Regions from separate parts of the Sus scrofa genome. Here region 2 is linked to region 1. The links are chromatin contacts, called in public HiChIP or PLAC-seq maps. All regions are on one chromosome and are shown on one strand. Each heading gives the region's core, a stretch centred on a gene start, on an enhancer-like site or on the middle of the called end of the contact. The rest is flanking DNA. Distances are from core to core; before and after follow the strand shown.

What was found. HiChIP or PLAC-seq counts read pairs in DNA pulled down with a chosen protein or histone mark.
Region 2: an H3K27ac HiChIP or PLAC-seq map of alveolar macrophages shows a contact between it and region 1. The contact joins two enhancer-like sites. A contact is called at or near these places in 2 of 47 Hi-C or Micro-C datasets (embryonic fibroblasts and epiblast stem cells) and 1 of 2 datasets of contacts at active chromatin or transcription factors (alveolar macrophages).

The regions. Positions count from the first base shown.
Region 1 is chr11:49,300,765-49,308,009 of Sscrofa11.1, reverse strand. MYCBP2 (E3 ubiquitin-protein ligase MYCBP2) reads left to right here. Exons shown (of 85, transcript XM_021065752.1): 33 at 107-328; 34 at 2,497-2,688; 35 at 5,356-5,562; 36 at 6,434-6,565. Among named protein-coding and RNA genes, the nearest start is that of MYCBP2, 130 kb to the left of the region's middle. Within about 2 kb of position 2,944, at least 2 of the 83 cell types and tissues checked have an H3K27ac peak or open chromatin away from gene starts, as enhancers often do. A contact at or near this core is called in alveolar macrophages, where this site is marked.
Region 2 is chr11:49,675,306-49,682,550 of Sscrofa11.1, reverse strand. It overlaps SCEL (sciellin), which reads right to left. Exons shown (of 26, transcript XM_021065763.1): 4 at 4,966-5,034. Among named protein-coding and RNA genes, the nearest start is that of SCEL, 27 kb to the right of the region's middle. Within about 2 kb of position 2,585, at least 4 of the 83 cell types and tissues checked have an H3K27ac peak or open chromatin away from gene starts, as enhancers often do. A contact at or near this core is called in alveolar macrophages, where this site is marked.

The sequences.
Region 1 (7,245 bases), core at 1,695-4,194:
AAGAAAAAAAAGAAAAAAAAAAGTTTACCTTTGATATATCCAGAAACTTGGATTATATTGATGCAGTATTTCCCTTTGGTGGGCTGCCTATTTTTGTTTTTAAAAGGATATCCAGGAGGCAAACTTCAAGACATCAAGTAGCCGACTCCTTGCAGCTGTGATGTCAGCTCTGTGTCACACTTCTGTCAAGCTGACCTCCATCTTCCCTATTGCATATGATGGGGAAGTACTGCTGCGGTCAATTGTTAAACAAGTTAGCACGGAGAATGACTCCACGCTGGTTCACCGTTTCCCCCTTCTGGTAGCACATATGGAAAAACTCAGCCAGGTAGGTCTTTTTATATTGAAGCAATAAAACTGTAAATGGTGACATATTTAGCTTGGCGCTTATTCCTCTGTAGCAGTAGCTATATTTACCAAATAATTATGATTTTTACAAGGGGAGGAGTTAACATTAAGGAAAAAAATGTTCTCATGTTTACCTATAAATGAGTGATCTTTTTTCTCTGATTTTTTTATTTTAAATGATCTCTAACCTGTAAAAAACTTGTTAGAGATGTGTGATAAATTCCTATTTGTATTTTCCTGAACCATTTTAAAAGTGCAGATACTGTAAGCAAACTTTTGTATTCCAATACAGTATTTTAGATTACCAAAATAGAATTTTAAGGAAATAATTTTTAAATCATTTCTTCTGTAACATTTTGGTATGTTAAAATAAGCATTATGAAACAGTAGTCATAAGGAAACACTCTTTAGTAACTGCTTCTGGCTTATTAGAAAGCACTATGGTGAAAACTTAAATACGTATGAAAACCATATGTAATTACTACCAAGTTGATGAGAAGTTATCTTTAAAATTAAAGCAAAATAAAAAGGAGTAGAGGAGTTCCCATTGTGGTGCAGTGGAAATGAATCGACTAGGAACCATGAGGTTGTGGGTTCTGTCCCTGGCCTCGCTCAGTGGGGTTAAGGACCTGGCATTGCCATGAGCTGTGGTGTAAGTTGCAGAAGCAGCTTGGATCTGGCGTTTCTGTGGCTGTGGTGTAGGTCAGCAGCTGTAGCTTTGATTTGGACCCCTAGCCTCGGAACTTCCATATGCTGTGGGTGTGGCCCTAAAAAGCAAAAAAAAAAAAGAATTATACTTTTAACAAAATGAATAATTGATTATTTTAAGAGTTCTCCTATGGTGCAGCAGGTTAAGGATCTGGCATTGTCACTGCAGCAGCTCGTGTTGCTGCTGTGGCACAGATCCATCCCTTGCCTAGGAACTTCCACGTGCCGTAGATGTGGCCAACAAAAGATTATCTCTAAGTGATTTTATTTTTAGTCTTAGATTGGATGTTAAGAAAGTAGGAGAGAAAGACTATCACATTGTTGAGTGTGATTTACAATAATTTCATGTTGATTTTAACCGAAAAGATACTTATTTTTTTCTAATGGATTGAAAGTACACTCTATGACATACTTGATTTATCTTGGAAAGAGTGATTTAAGACCCCTTTCCACCCTGAGATTTTATGACTTTATGAAATCAGTTAAATCTGTAATGTTTCTGTAATGCAGTGTAGAATGCAGATTTCACGCTCAGAGAGTAACAAGTTGTTTTTGATAACGTAATCATAGCAAACGATTTCCTGATTTTACAGATGAGCTTGAAACACTATGAAAAAACTGGAACTAGATCCCAAATTGTTTGATTTCCTAGTTGCCAGGATAGCCAAGAGGGTCATTGGTCACGACCGGCCCTCTGATGAGATTGAGTGCATCTTGCTCTCTGTGGACCGTGGGCTGAAAGATATGAGGATGGTAAAAGAGATAAATAATGTTCATGTGAGATATCTGATTAAATTATTCATCTTTCCCCCTTTTTTTCTGGAAGAAAATATTTTCCCATTAGTCTTTCAAAGAAATCTGTAATTTCTTATTTTGAAAGTTCTTTATTAATAGTGTTTGGAATTTCTTGTCTTCACTTCTGAAATCAAGTACTATAGAAATTGTAAAACTGCACAGGAATATTTGGTGTAGAATTCCATGTTGGATGTACAGAAAGAATTTTAGTAGAAATAGATTTGTGTAGACTCTTTCTCAGTTGTTTTGCCTTTAAACATACCAGAAATAATAATTATCTCAGTTTGGAATCTGGTCTTGTAGAAAAAGCTTTTAAAACAGGAAGAGGTTTTTTTTCTGGCATACATGACTGTTATTGAAAAAGTAAATTAAAGGATAAATGAAAATGACTCAGGGTTAATAAAAAAAAAACCTTGTAAATAAATATGTGGTACTTTTATACGATACCCAGTGACTAATAATTTTAAAAAGGACTTGTAAGTGAAAAGTAGATAGGATGACTCCACATACAGCTGGATATATATGTAGACAGAGGCTCAAGTCTGAATTTTAAGTGTCGTCTCGAAAGACAGGATCTTGCAGTTGAGTCTTATGTGAAGGAAAATGAAGCAATATCTTAGAGCCTCTTCTTTTCCTGTGTCGTAGAATGAAGAGAACATCTCAGGGATGACAAGCTTCCGTGAAGTTCTCGAGAAAATGCTGGTTATTGTGGTGCTCCCGGTCCGGAACAGCCTGAGGAGAGAGAACGAGCTCTTCTCCTCCCACCTGGTCTCCAACACCTGTGGGTTACTGGCCAGTATTGTCAGTGAGCTGACAGCATCAGCCCTGGGATCTGAGGTAATGGTATATTTTGATATTGGATAATGAGCACATGTTTAAACTCTCTGCATTCTTTCTTTTTTCATGTATTTTGGTTTTATAGAAACTAATTTTCATTAAGAAAATACCTTCAAGCTAGATGGGGTTTTTCTCCCCTTCCTTACACCTCTCCTCTGCTCTTGTTTCTTCTCTCTTACCAGTTCTTCCCAGGATGTTGCAGTAATACAAAATATTGCAGTAATGTAAAATACACATTTTCCCCTTCACTGCCCCATTGCACAACCCATCACCATGTCCCAATAGAAGCAAAGAGAGTTCTCATTGCTGGGTAATGAGTGGTAGAAGTAGGACGACTAATAATGAATATGTGGTATGGAAGAGGCAAAGAGGTTCAAACCTGAGCTCTGTCCACTTAATCAACCCTAGGGAAACACACATGTAAAATGGGAATAATAATTTTTATCTGATCTATATCACAGAGTTTTTTTAAATTATAGTAAATTAGGTAACAAAATATCATAATCATGTTTATGTGTACAGTTCAGTGGCATTAAGTACGTCCACATTGTTATGCAGCCATTCTCAGAAAGTTTTTAAAGGATCAAATATTAATATGTTTGACAAGGATAAAATGGGATCCTGCTGTATAGCACTGGGAACAATATCTAGTCACTTGTGATGGAACATGATGGAGGATAATGTGAGAAAAAGAATGTGTATATGTATGTGTGGCTGGGTCACTTTGCTGTAGAGTACAAATTACAGAACAGTGTAAACCAACTATAATGGAAAAAATAATCATTAATAAAAAAGAAAAAGACACGTACTCTATGTTAACACTTATCTGTGAAATCTAAAAAATAAATGTATCTAACAAAACAAAAACAAATATGTTTGATAAAACTACTTTGAAGCATTTTAAAATGCCTTTACATTTTTGTAACTATTTTTCACCATTTCACCGCCCTGCTCATTCAGTTTTATAATTTATCTAAATGTCTTGACTGAATTTGATGAATGTTTCTAATATTTTCTAATGTTTCTAATGTTTTTTCTCCTGGAAAAGTAGACAGTAGATTGGTTTTGAAAATCATGTTATATTGGAGTTCCCGTTGTGGCTCAGTGGTTAATGAATCCGACTAGGAACCATGAGGTTGCGGGTTCGATCCCTGGCCTTGCTCAGTGGCGTAAGGATCCAGCGTTGCCGTGAGCTGTGGTGTAGGTTGCAGACGCGGCTCGGATTCCGAGCTGCTGTGGCTGGTGGTGTAGGCCGGCGGCTACAGTTCCAATTAGACCCCTAGCCTGGGAACCTCCATATGCCACGGGGGCGGCCCAAGAAATGGCAAAAAGACCAAAAAAAAAGAAGAAGAAGAAGAAGGAAAATCATGTTATAATGTGAAATATATCATTCAAGTGAATGCTCAGTAACTAGCTTGTACTCATTGGCCTCTCAGGTCTCTTGTTTGTCAACGAATGTCTTTTCTCTGTTTACTTTTATAATTCCTGTTCTTTGCTTTTTCTTCCTTATTGATTTATTTCAGAATCTATTCTTAATCTGTTCAGTCTACACTCATTACCGATTTGTAGTGAAAGTTTAGCCTATAGTATTTCTAAATGATTACACGAAGCTGAGCAGCTTGTAGTGTCTTAAGCTCTGGCCTAGGAGGTGAAACCCTTGTCAGAACATTTAAATTTTTTTGTCACTTATTCATTCAGTCTATAAGATGTTTCCCTTCTGTACTAGATCCCAGAGGAAAAGATCTGTCCTGCAAAAGTTCCCGTCAGAAATTGACTATCTAGTTATTCCCTGTGAACTTAACTTTTCTAATGAAAAGGGATGCCCCAAATTACATATGCCTAATGTATAACCTTGGGAGTTTCTAAAGGTCCTTATTTAGATATCCATATATCTCTCTTCCTCAGAGAAGTTTATAATTCTTGCTAGAGTCATTAACTTTAATTTTTTCCTCTTGTAGGTCTTCCAAACATCTGGAGCCAACTTAGATCAGAAGCAGGCTCTATAATTAAAAAGAGAGGTTTCAAACCAAAATAAGTACTCTGATCCTCTCTAGTCAGAGTCTGTAATTAATGAGGTTGTACACACATGTGCATATGTGTGTACTTTCAAATATTGACTGCCAAGTTATACATTAGTGGTATTCAAACTTAAGGCACAGAACATTTTTTGCAATGAATTCTCAATTCCCAAACTCACAGATAACAGGAGGGATGGTCTGAATGAGGACAGGAACTTTGAGTCAACCTCTTTTTTGAATTTCTCTGTCCAAAATTCCTAGACTTCTCTGCAACATGGTCTGAAAGCTATTAGTCTATATATTGATGAAATTTCTGGTAACTCATTACAAAGTGAGTGATACGTCATTCATATGATTGTGATAACTTATGTCTATACCTCTGTTTATACTTCTTAATGTTTATTCTTTCTATTAAGTGATGTGTATAGTTTAATGTGACTGGATAATACTGTCATATGATATTGATTTGTGAATTTAGACTGATAAAATCTGCCATTATTTAGTTCATCTCTTAATGGAATGTACCTATAGGAAAGTTTAACTCACTTGTTAAAAGTAGGTTATTAGAAACCTTTGGATAGTTTTGTCAAAGGTATATGAGTAATGCTCAGGTACAGACTTCTGATGTCGTCGCTTTTATCGTTCACAGGTGGATGGCCTTAATTCTCTCCATTCCGTTAAAGCCAGTGCTAACCGATTCACAAAAACAAGTCAGGGGAGAAGTTGGAACACAGGGAATGGGTCCCCAGACGCAATCTGTTTTTCAGTAGACAAACCTGGAATAGTTGTGGTTGGCTTTTCTGTCTATGGAGGAGGAGGAATTCATGAATATGAATTAGAGGTGTTGGTTGATGATGTAAGTACCACTCTTGCAGTGTTCATCTTGCTGTGTGGGTTGTGTCAGGACATACCATTATAATAACACGGTGGTCCAAATCTTTGAGGGTTTAGCAGGTTAGTCATAGATGGACAGCATTAGAGAAATTAGAAGGAAGCTATTCTACATGATTGCCTATGTGCCATTTTGGATGGCTCCTGTCTTACATTTTTTGCAGTTCCAGGGAAGATTTTAAATGAAAAAAACAAACAAACAACAACAACAACAAAAAACTAGAAATTATATAGCTAAGCTTCTGATTATAAATCTTGAGTAATTTTTTTGATATTGTAATATTTCAGAAACTAATCAGACTGATATTATTACCTGTATCAGTGATTAAGCAATTTTATCAGAGTGCTAATGGATGGATCTTAGTGAAGACAGTATTGTTGAATGAATTAGTTGCACCTTACTATGTTCTCTGTACATTTTATAAAGTGCCTTAGTTTCACAGCATTTTATTAAAATGAGACAAAATGATAGCATACAAATCATTTGCTAATAGCAGTCCATCTGTATTTTGCGTCTTTTAAGCAATTAGCATAAGTTACTTCCCTCCTTTCTAGGCTCTATGATTAGATATCTCATTCTCATAAGGGGGCATCATTTTAACACAAATGAAAAAAGCCTATTTGTATGATTTAATTTGTGGAGTCCTCCAGGTAATAAGGTAAAAATGCATAGTTGAGAGGACCACAGATATTTTCTTTATTATGTATGGGGAAATGCCAATGGATAATTTTGTGTGCAAGGATACAAACTGGTTAAAGACAATAACTGATTATAAGTCAAAATTGTTCATTTAATTAAGTTAAAATCATGGCGAATTTTGTTTTGTTTTAATTAGAGTGAGCACGCAGGGGATTCAACTCATTCTCACAGATGGACATCTCTAGAATTAGTCAAAGGAACTTATACAACAGATGATTCACCCAGTGATATAGCTGAAATCAGACTTGACAAAGTTGTTCCTTTAAAGGTAATTTAAACAGTATGTTTCTTTCATAAATAGGATATATTATTATGTAATATACTTAAAAAAATAGCGTGAACTATCTCTTAATGTGGTCCTTTAGATGTTTATAAAATACCAACTATATTCCTGGTATTGTACTTTATTGTATTCTATTTTTGCAAAAGATCTCTTAAAGTCTGGTGTAGTGGAAAGTGTCCATAGGTTTTGGTGTCAAACAAACCCAGCTTCAGATACCTCCTCTTGCAAGCGTTAGCTCTAAGTCATTGAACACGTCATCATTTAACCATTTGGAGACTGATCAGTGGATTGGGCAGGATATTACCTCCTTGTAGCGTTGTTCAGATTAAACTAAGGGATGGAATAAAGTGCTTTCCTCAATATCTAGCACAGTACAGAAACTCAGTGCTTTCTTCTCTTCCCATTTTCCTTCTCTTACTGAACCAAAACTCTTTTAAAAAATAAATGGTCTTAAGAGATAGTATTAACTGTTAAAGTTATTATTTTGTGTAACCATTGTCTAGCAGTTATAACTATTTAGCAAAACAAATTTTACTTAATGTTAAAGTCATAATTAATAGCGTAATTCTAACTCAAACTGGTAATTTCATTATATGGCAGAATTTTTGATGAGGTAAACTCATCAGTTACTTCATCAAAAAGATAAGTGATACCAAAAACAACCT
Region 2 (7,245 bases), core at 1,336-3,835, 370 kb before region 1:
CTTTTTAGGGCTCCATGTGAGCCGCATGAAAGTTCCCAGGGTAGGGGTCACATCAGAACTACAGCTGCCAGCCTACGCCACAGCCACAGCAATGCAGGATCTAAGCTGTGTCTGCGACCTACACCACAGCTCATGGCAATGCTGGATCCTTAACCCACTGAGCCAGGCCAGGGATCGAACCCGAATCCTCATGGATCCTAGTCGGGTTCGTTAACTGCTGAGCCACGAAAGGAACGCTTAAAATTTAAATTTTAAAGCCTCTCTGACATGAAGCATTTAACTCATTAACACTTTCATATATACTGCTTAATAACATATCTAGCCAAGGACTACTTCTTGTATCAGTAAAAGGGATCATTGTAAGACTTAACAATTTTTAAAAATGTTTTGTGGCATAGACAATGCTATATGTTTGCCAAACAGTTTATTTTCCTTCTGAGCACACAGGAAAGCTGTATTTCCCAATCTTTACTGCAATTAAGTTGCAGTATGATTGAGTTCTAAACTAAGGAGTGTGGTTGGAGTGTGGTTAGTTTGTGACTCCCAAACTCATCATAAAACATCTTATGTGATCTGCCATGCTCTTTCTCTTCTACCATGGCTATGCTGCCTACAGGTTGCAGGTGACAGCATTAAAACATGAAAAGAACTTAGGTCCCTGAGTCTTTTCATGGAGCTGAGACATCCTCTAATTTTCTAGCCAAACACACTGGACTCTGATGAGAGCGAGCAGTCATCTTCGTGCTTAGCCACAGATTTGGGGGGACAGGAGAGGGGCCTTGGTACAAGAGTTACTCCACCCTAGTGAATTTGTTTGCTTTGATCAGTCATTTAGTTAATAGGCTCTATAGGCCATCAGAGGTTTTAATCTATCTAACCTCAGGTCTGCTCGAGGAGAGCGGGTCTGGATAAGGGGTGTTTTGTCTGTCCTTCAGGACATAAGACAAATTAGGGATCCTGTAATCTGCATGCCAATGGGGGGCTCTCACGACTGCAACCCTTGTTCTTTTCCTGCCCTCCAGGTAGGAAAGTGCTTCCCACGATCTGGGACTGGTCTTCCGGAGCATTCTGCAGCCTTGCACAAAACTAGGATGGGGCAAAATTATGCTCAGGAAAACAAAAGGTCAGCAAGATTCTTCTGTAGATCTTGTACTATGGGTCTACTATAACTTTCTCTAAACTTTCACTTTTATCATAAATTTTAGTTCAGTTTTATATAAGCTCTTCCTGGGACACAATGCCCCAAACTGATAACTCTTGAATGCAAAAAGGAAGGAAAGTTGGAATTCTCCCAGAGCTCCATATTCTCAATAGGTTTTAACTTGTACAGAATCTGAGAATCCATGTATTAAAAACTCATGATGATCACTCAACATCATGGTCATAAGGCCAAAGACTATAAATATATTGCCTGCACTAATAGCTCCTGAGCCCCTGATGTGTGTGTGTATATATATATATATATATTTTGTCTTTTTGCCTTTTCTAGGGCTGCTCCTACGGCATATGGAGGTTCCCAGGCTAGGGGTCTAATCAGAGCTGTAGACGCCGGCCTACGCCAGAGCCACAGCAACAAGGGATCCGAGCCGCATCTGCAACCTACACCACAGCTCACGGCAATGCCAGATCGTTAACCCACTGAGCAAGGCCAGGGATCGAACCCACAACCTCATGGTTCCTAATCAGATTCGTTAACCACTGAGCCATGACGGGAACTCCCCTGATGTTTATATTTAAAGCGCTCTGCAGGAAACCACTGTGAATACCATAAATAAGATTCAGGTAATCCTAAATCTGAAATGTTTCTAGAAACTACTCCAAGTTTCTAGCTGTCTATGAGATCCTCATAGAAAATAAAAACAATCTTGGGAAATTGCTACTCTGATACACTGAAAATAACAATCTGTCTAAAGCAAACAGCACCTCAATTTCAAACATCCTCAAGGTTTAAATAAAGGAGAGTTCTGGTGTTAAAGTCAAATGAAGTTTGTAAAAATTCTACAGTGTAAATCTATGTGGGAAATAATTCTTGCAATAATAAAAAGAGCTACCTAGGACTCTTTGTCACTTATACAATTTTCTCTACTCTTCAGAACATCCCTACAAGGTAGGCATAGTTATTTCCACATTATAGATAAAGAGATGGAGTCTCAGAGAAGGTGTCTCGCTTTCTCTTGGCTACATAATCAGGATGTCATCTATTTCCAAAGTCTTTCCAGCAGGGTCCAGTGTTGTAAACCTGATTCTGTAGTGTAATTATTCCAACACTCATGATCAACACGTCCTCCTTCAGTTATTATTTTTTTGCATCCACAATCTCTCCCAGGCCACTAGGGGGATGTCTATAACCAATAACGGAAAGAACTCAAACCGTCATTCAAATGCAATCATCAATTTCTTATTACTTTGAGAGATTACCTTGGTAATTCTCTTAGAAACTAATTTTCTGCCAATGTGTGATATAAAATAGGTTGTTTTAATAGGAGTCAGTCTTGGGAACAGGAAATACCTAAGCTACGTAGTTAACAACATGATCAAAAGAACCAAAGGAAAAGTTACACTTCCACAACAGAACACTAGAGGGCTCCATAACCTAGGTTTTCCACATCAGGAGCCCACTTTCAGGGACTGGGCCAGATTGCATGCTATGTACACTATTATTTACTTATGTTTCTTTAGAACATGTCATATTTTACCCACAGATGTGTACTTTAAAAGGAAACTCTTCTGAGTTCCTGTCGTGGCTCGGCAATAGCAAACCTGACTAGTATCTGTGAGGATGTGGGTTTGATCCCTGGCCTTGCTCAATGGGATCTGGCCTTGCTGTGGCTGTGGTGTAGGCCAGCAACTCTAGCTTGGATTCAACCCCTAGCCTGGGAACTTCCATATGCCATGGTGGCCTTAAAAAGACAATCAATCAATCAATAGGAACTCGTCAAATGTAAACACTTTTCTCATATTCATTTACCATACGCATTATTATTGAAATGGCCCACACATGCCTGATATATTTGATCATCTTCCTCCTGAGATTATTTCACATTTTGGAGTGGCCTGGATGATGGGAGTCTGACTGCTGTTTTCAGGGAATGGCTTTATTTACTGACTCCTGTGTTCTCTCCCTCACATCTGTTGCCGCCCTTACAGAAATGGAGCTCCCTGCTGGAAGCCAGATGGCACTGTCCAGGGAGTAAGCAGACCAGGATACTCTTCCAAACATGCTGCCAAACCTCTGTGTAAACAAACAGGACATCTCTGGTCTCATTTTCCAGTGTATAAAATGAAGGGTTTGGGCCAGGTTGGTGGTTCTGAGCTTCGGCCATAATTCAAAATCATTTCATAAGCTGCAAAAGATGCCCGAGTCCAGGAGTCTCCATCGTGGCCCAGTAGAAACGAACCTGACTAGCATCCATGAGGATGCAGGTTCGATCCCTGGCCTTGCTCAGCAGGTTAAGGATCTGGCGTTGATGTGGCTGTGGTCAGCAGCTACTGCTCCAATTGGACCCCTAGCTTGGGAACTTCCATATGCCTCAGGTGCGCCCCCTCCAAAAAAAAGATGCCTGAGTCCCAGTGCAGACTTATTAAATGGAACTGAAGGAATGAGAGGCAGTGGCACCAAGTTATCAGTCAAGTTGAAAAGCTCTCTAGGTGATTCTCATTTGCTGCTGGGTCTGAAAATGACTCAACTGGCTTGCCTGTGAGGTCTGGTCTCGTCCATTGCTAATGTTCCAAGGCTCTACCTTGACTGGTCTGATATAAACTTTCAGACACACTGCCGACAAAGGCTTAGGTCTCCCACATTTCTTGGGACATAATTATCTCATTTGCAAATTCATTCCTAGGAGTAGGATTTCCTTCTTCAATTCACAGTGCAATAGGACAGTCTGCGAGGCCGAGCTGAACGGACAGAGGTCCTGCGACTCCTTTCTCCACCCAGCGCTGTGGAGATGGCATTCTGCATATACACTTTCACACACTGATGTTTGTGAAGGTCATTAACGATAAGAGAGATGTCAACTATCTGTCCGCTGTTAGGGAGGTTGCCTTGAAAACCCACAAAGACTTCAGGAACACATTCATTTGCTCTATAACTAACAACTGGCATGGTCTGAATACAGACTCTATGAGATACCGTAAGTTTCAGTATATGTGCGCCCAGTACAGCAGGTGCCATTTCTGTCTATAAGAACAGCTCATCTTTAGCTACAGGGAGTGGCATCAGCTATTAATGGCCTCAGAGATTCACTGTGTCTAGACTCCAAATAAAGATGTTAGCTTTGTTCTGGTGCCTACTAAGCACTCTATCAAATATAAGATTAAAATGTGACTTGGAGCATTTACACTTCAACCTGAATAGAGAGTCCTCAATTTTTGATACAGGGATGAGCTCTTCTTCTCTTTCCATCTAAGAGTGAGCCAATGACAGGCACAATGCTGTGGATTCATTCTACAGCCATGTGGTGACTCCACTGTGAAAGAGCAATTTCACTTTCTAAAGGAAAGAGCCAATGCCTTTATCCCAGAGGGGCTCAAAACTACTGTCGTTTTAAAATTTACAGTCTCTCTGTAAGGTAGTTATACTGAAACTGTTGTTTCTCTGCCTTTGGGGTGGAAAGACCAAAGTTAGAACAAGAACTGGCTATTCACACACACAAAAAAACCATACTCCCCATTTTCAATTGAATAGTCCCACGCAGGGGCCACCCCACTTCTACTCAAACCAGTTTTTGCAGAACTTTTCCTATTGATCTACTATTAGTGGGATTTTAGGAAGACAGTATCTCAGGTCAAGGTTTTGTGAGTTTTGAAGAAGAAGATGATTTCAATCTTTATAGTTCTTTTGTCCCCGGAGATAGAATATGGTTCAAAACTTACTTTGGTAAACATTTGAATACCTCATGCTCTATAAGAAACAGGATTTAATAAATGTGATGGATTCTGCTGGCATGGTACAAAACACCTTACCTGTCCAAAGTGTCATCAGATCTGTACCGACTGATTGTGGCTTTGGGCTCATCTCTCTCGTTTGCTTTCCTGTAGCAAAAAATAATTACAGAAAGATCAAATCAATTACCAAAAAATTGTTGATATGACCTATCACAGATTTGGGAAACACCTGCCTAAGCAGGTAGGAGATGTACATGTTACCAAGAAAAGACATGTTTGGAGTACTGAAATCTTTCCAGGCTTTGATTTGATAGGATAAATTAGAGCAGACCCAATTCCCCATGCTAATAAAAGAATTCTCCTCTAGGCCCAATTATTCTAACTACCATGTAACATATTCACTTTGGGGATAAGGATACGTAAAACAAGCAACACAACATGCAAAATGGTTAATAAATAATATATACTTTTATCAACATTGTCGATTTTTACATAACAGGGACGCATTCCCTTATAATCAGTTACGTTTTGTTTGCAGAGTTTCAGCAGTACCATATGCCAGCACAACGGCCATGTACAAACTGCTTTATTAAAAGTTCAGCACCGTGGACAGGGTTGAAAGAAGACAGCTTGCTGGCCCAAGAGAGGGAGGGAGAGAAGGAAAAAAAGGAAAAGAGAAATAGGAGATTCTGGAAAGAAATGAAAAGAAGAAAGTGGGAGAAGAGAGAAAAGATGGATGGGAAGAGAAAAGATGAGGGGGCTCCTGGGAGAAGAAGGGGGAGGAGAGACAGGCAGAGAGAGCTGGGGAAGACAGAGAAGCTGGAAAAAGTTAAGGGAGATGGATTAGACAAGAAAATAAGGAAAGAGAGGATGGGAGCTTCAGTAGCAGGAACCATATCATCAAAGCAGTGGTGACACCTTGATCAGACTAATCAATCAGCAACAGAAGCCCGTTCAGTACTTTATATAACCCTATAAAACAGGGGAAAAGCAAGCTCTTTGGAGAATTATACCATGATTTACTATATTTGCATTTCAAAGCATCATTTGAAGCTGACACATCAAAGTCAATGGTATCAGAAAAAGTACCAAAACAGTATACTATTTAAGATGTGATTTTTAACTTGAAGCAGTGTTTTTTTTTTTTAAAGCAAATATTTGGAGGTAGGAAGTTCCCATTGTGGTGCAGCAGAAACAAACCTGACTAGTATCCACGAGGATGCGGGTTCGATCTCTGGCTTTCTCAGTGGGTTAAGGATCTGGCATTGCTGTGAGTTATGATATAGGTCATAGAAACAGCTCAGATCCCACAATGCTGTGGCTGTGGCTGGCAGCTTCAGCTCTGATTAGATCCCTAGCCTGGGAACTTCCCTGTGCCTCGGGTGCAGCCCTAAAAAGAAAAAAAAATTTGGAGGTAAACAAAATACAGTGCACTGTGCTGATGACTGTGAGGAAGTTGAGAATGAGTAACTATGGACCCTACACACACACACGCTCAGAGCTGGAGGGACAAATTAGACATGTATGTCTAAGCATAGGAAGTGGTCAGTGTCATAAAAGAAGTTCAAGTCAAGTGCAAGGAATTTCAAAGTTAAGAAAGCTTATTTGTAGAAGCAGGAATCAGAGAAGGTTTTCTGGATGAGATGCAGGTCGAATTGGATCTTGGAGGATTAATTGACATGAATATTTTTACACAGAAGTAGAGGGAGTAGTGTTAGTTAAGGCAAGAATGAGGTTTAAAAAAAAAGTTTAAAAAGACAAAAGAAAAAAATAAAAAAATAAAATAAATAAAAAAAAGTCTAATGCAATACCCCACGTTTTTAAAGAAACTTGTAATGAAATCATGATGTGTACAATGGATGAATGCAAATAAGTGCTGCAGGACCATCTGACCCCCTTCCAAAGAACAGTCTCTTTGTAGACGTTATCATTTTGCAGCTTTATTCTTCCAGGCATTTATCACCACACAACATGTTATTTGTGCTTATTTATTTGCAGTCTTCCCCTTTTTCACCTTCAACTTGGAAGCAAGCTCTATGAAGGAGGGATTTTGTCTGTTTCCCAGACTTTAGGATTATGTCTGGCTCACAAAGGGCACCTCCACTGTTTACCCTTTCAGCTTTATTTGACATGTTTTAATAATCTGGCAGAGGAAGGACACAAAATTTCCTAGTTGGTGCATACGGACAAAGCTTGTTTTCTAGGGTGCTTAGAATATATAATTTATTTTCCTTTTCCTTTTCCTTTATTTTCAGTCTCCGTTCACATGGAAGTCTTGGACATATTACCACTTCTGCTGAAAATGCCTCTTTTCCTGCCTCACATCCACCAGCCACCTTTTCCTACTTGGAAACTCCC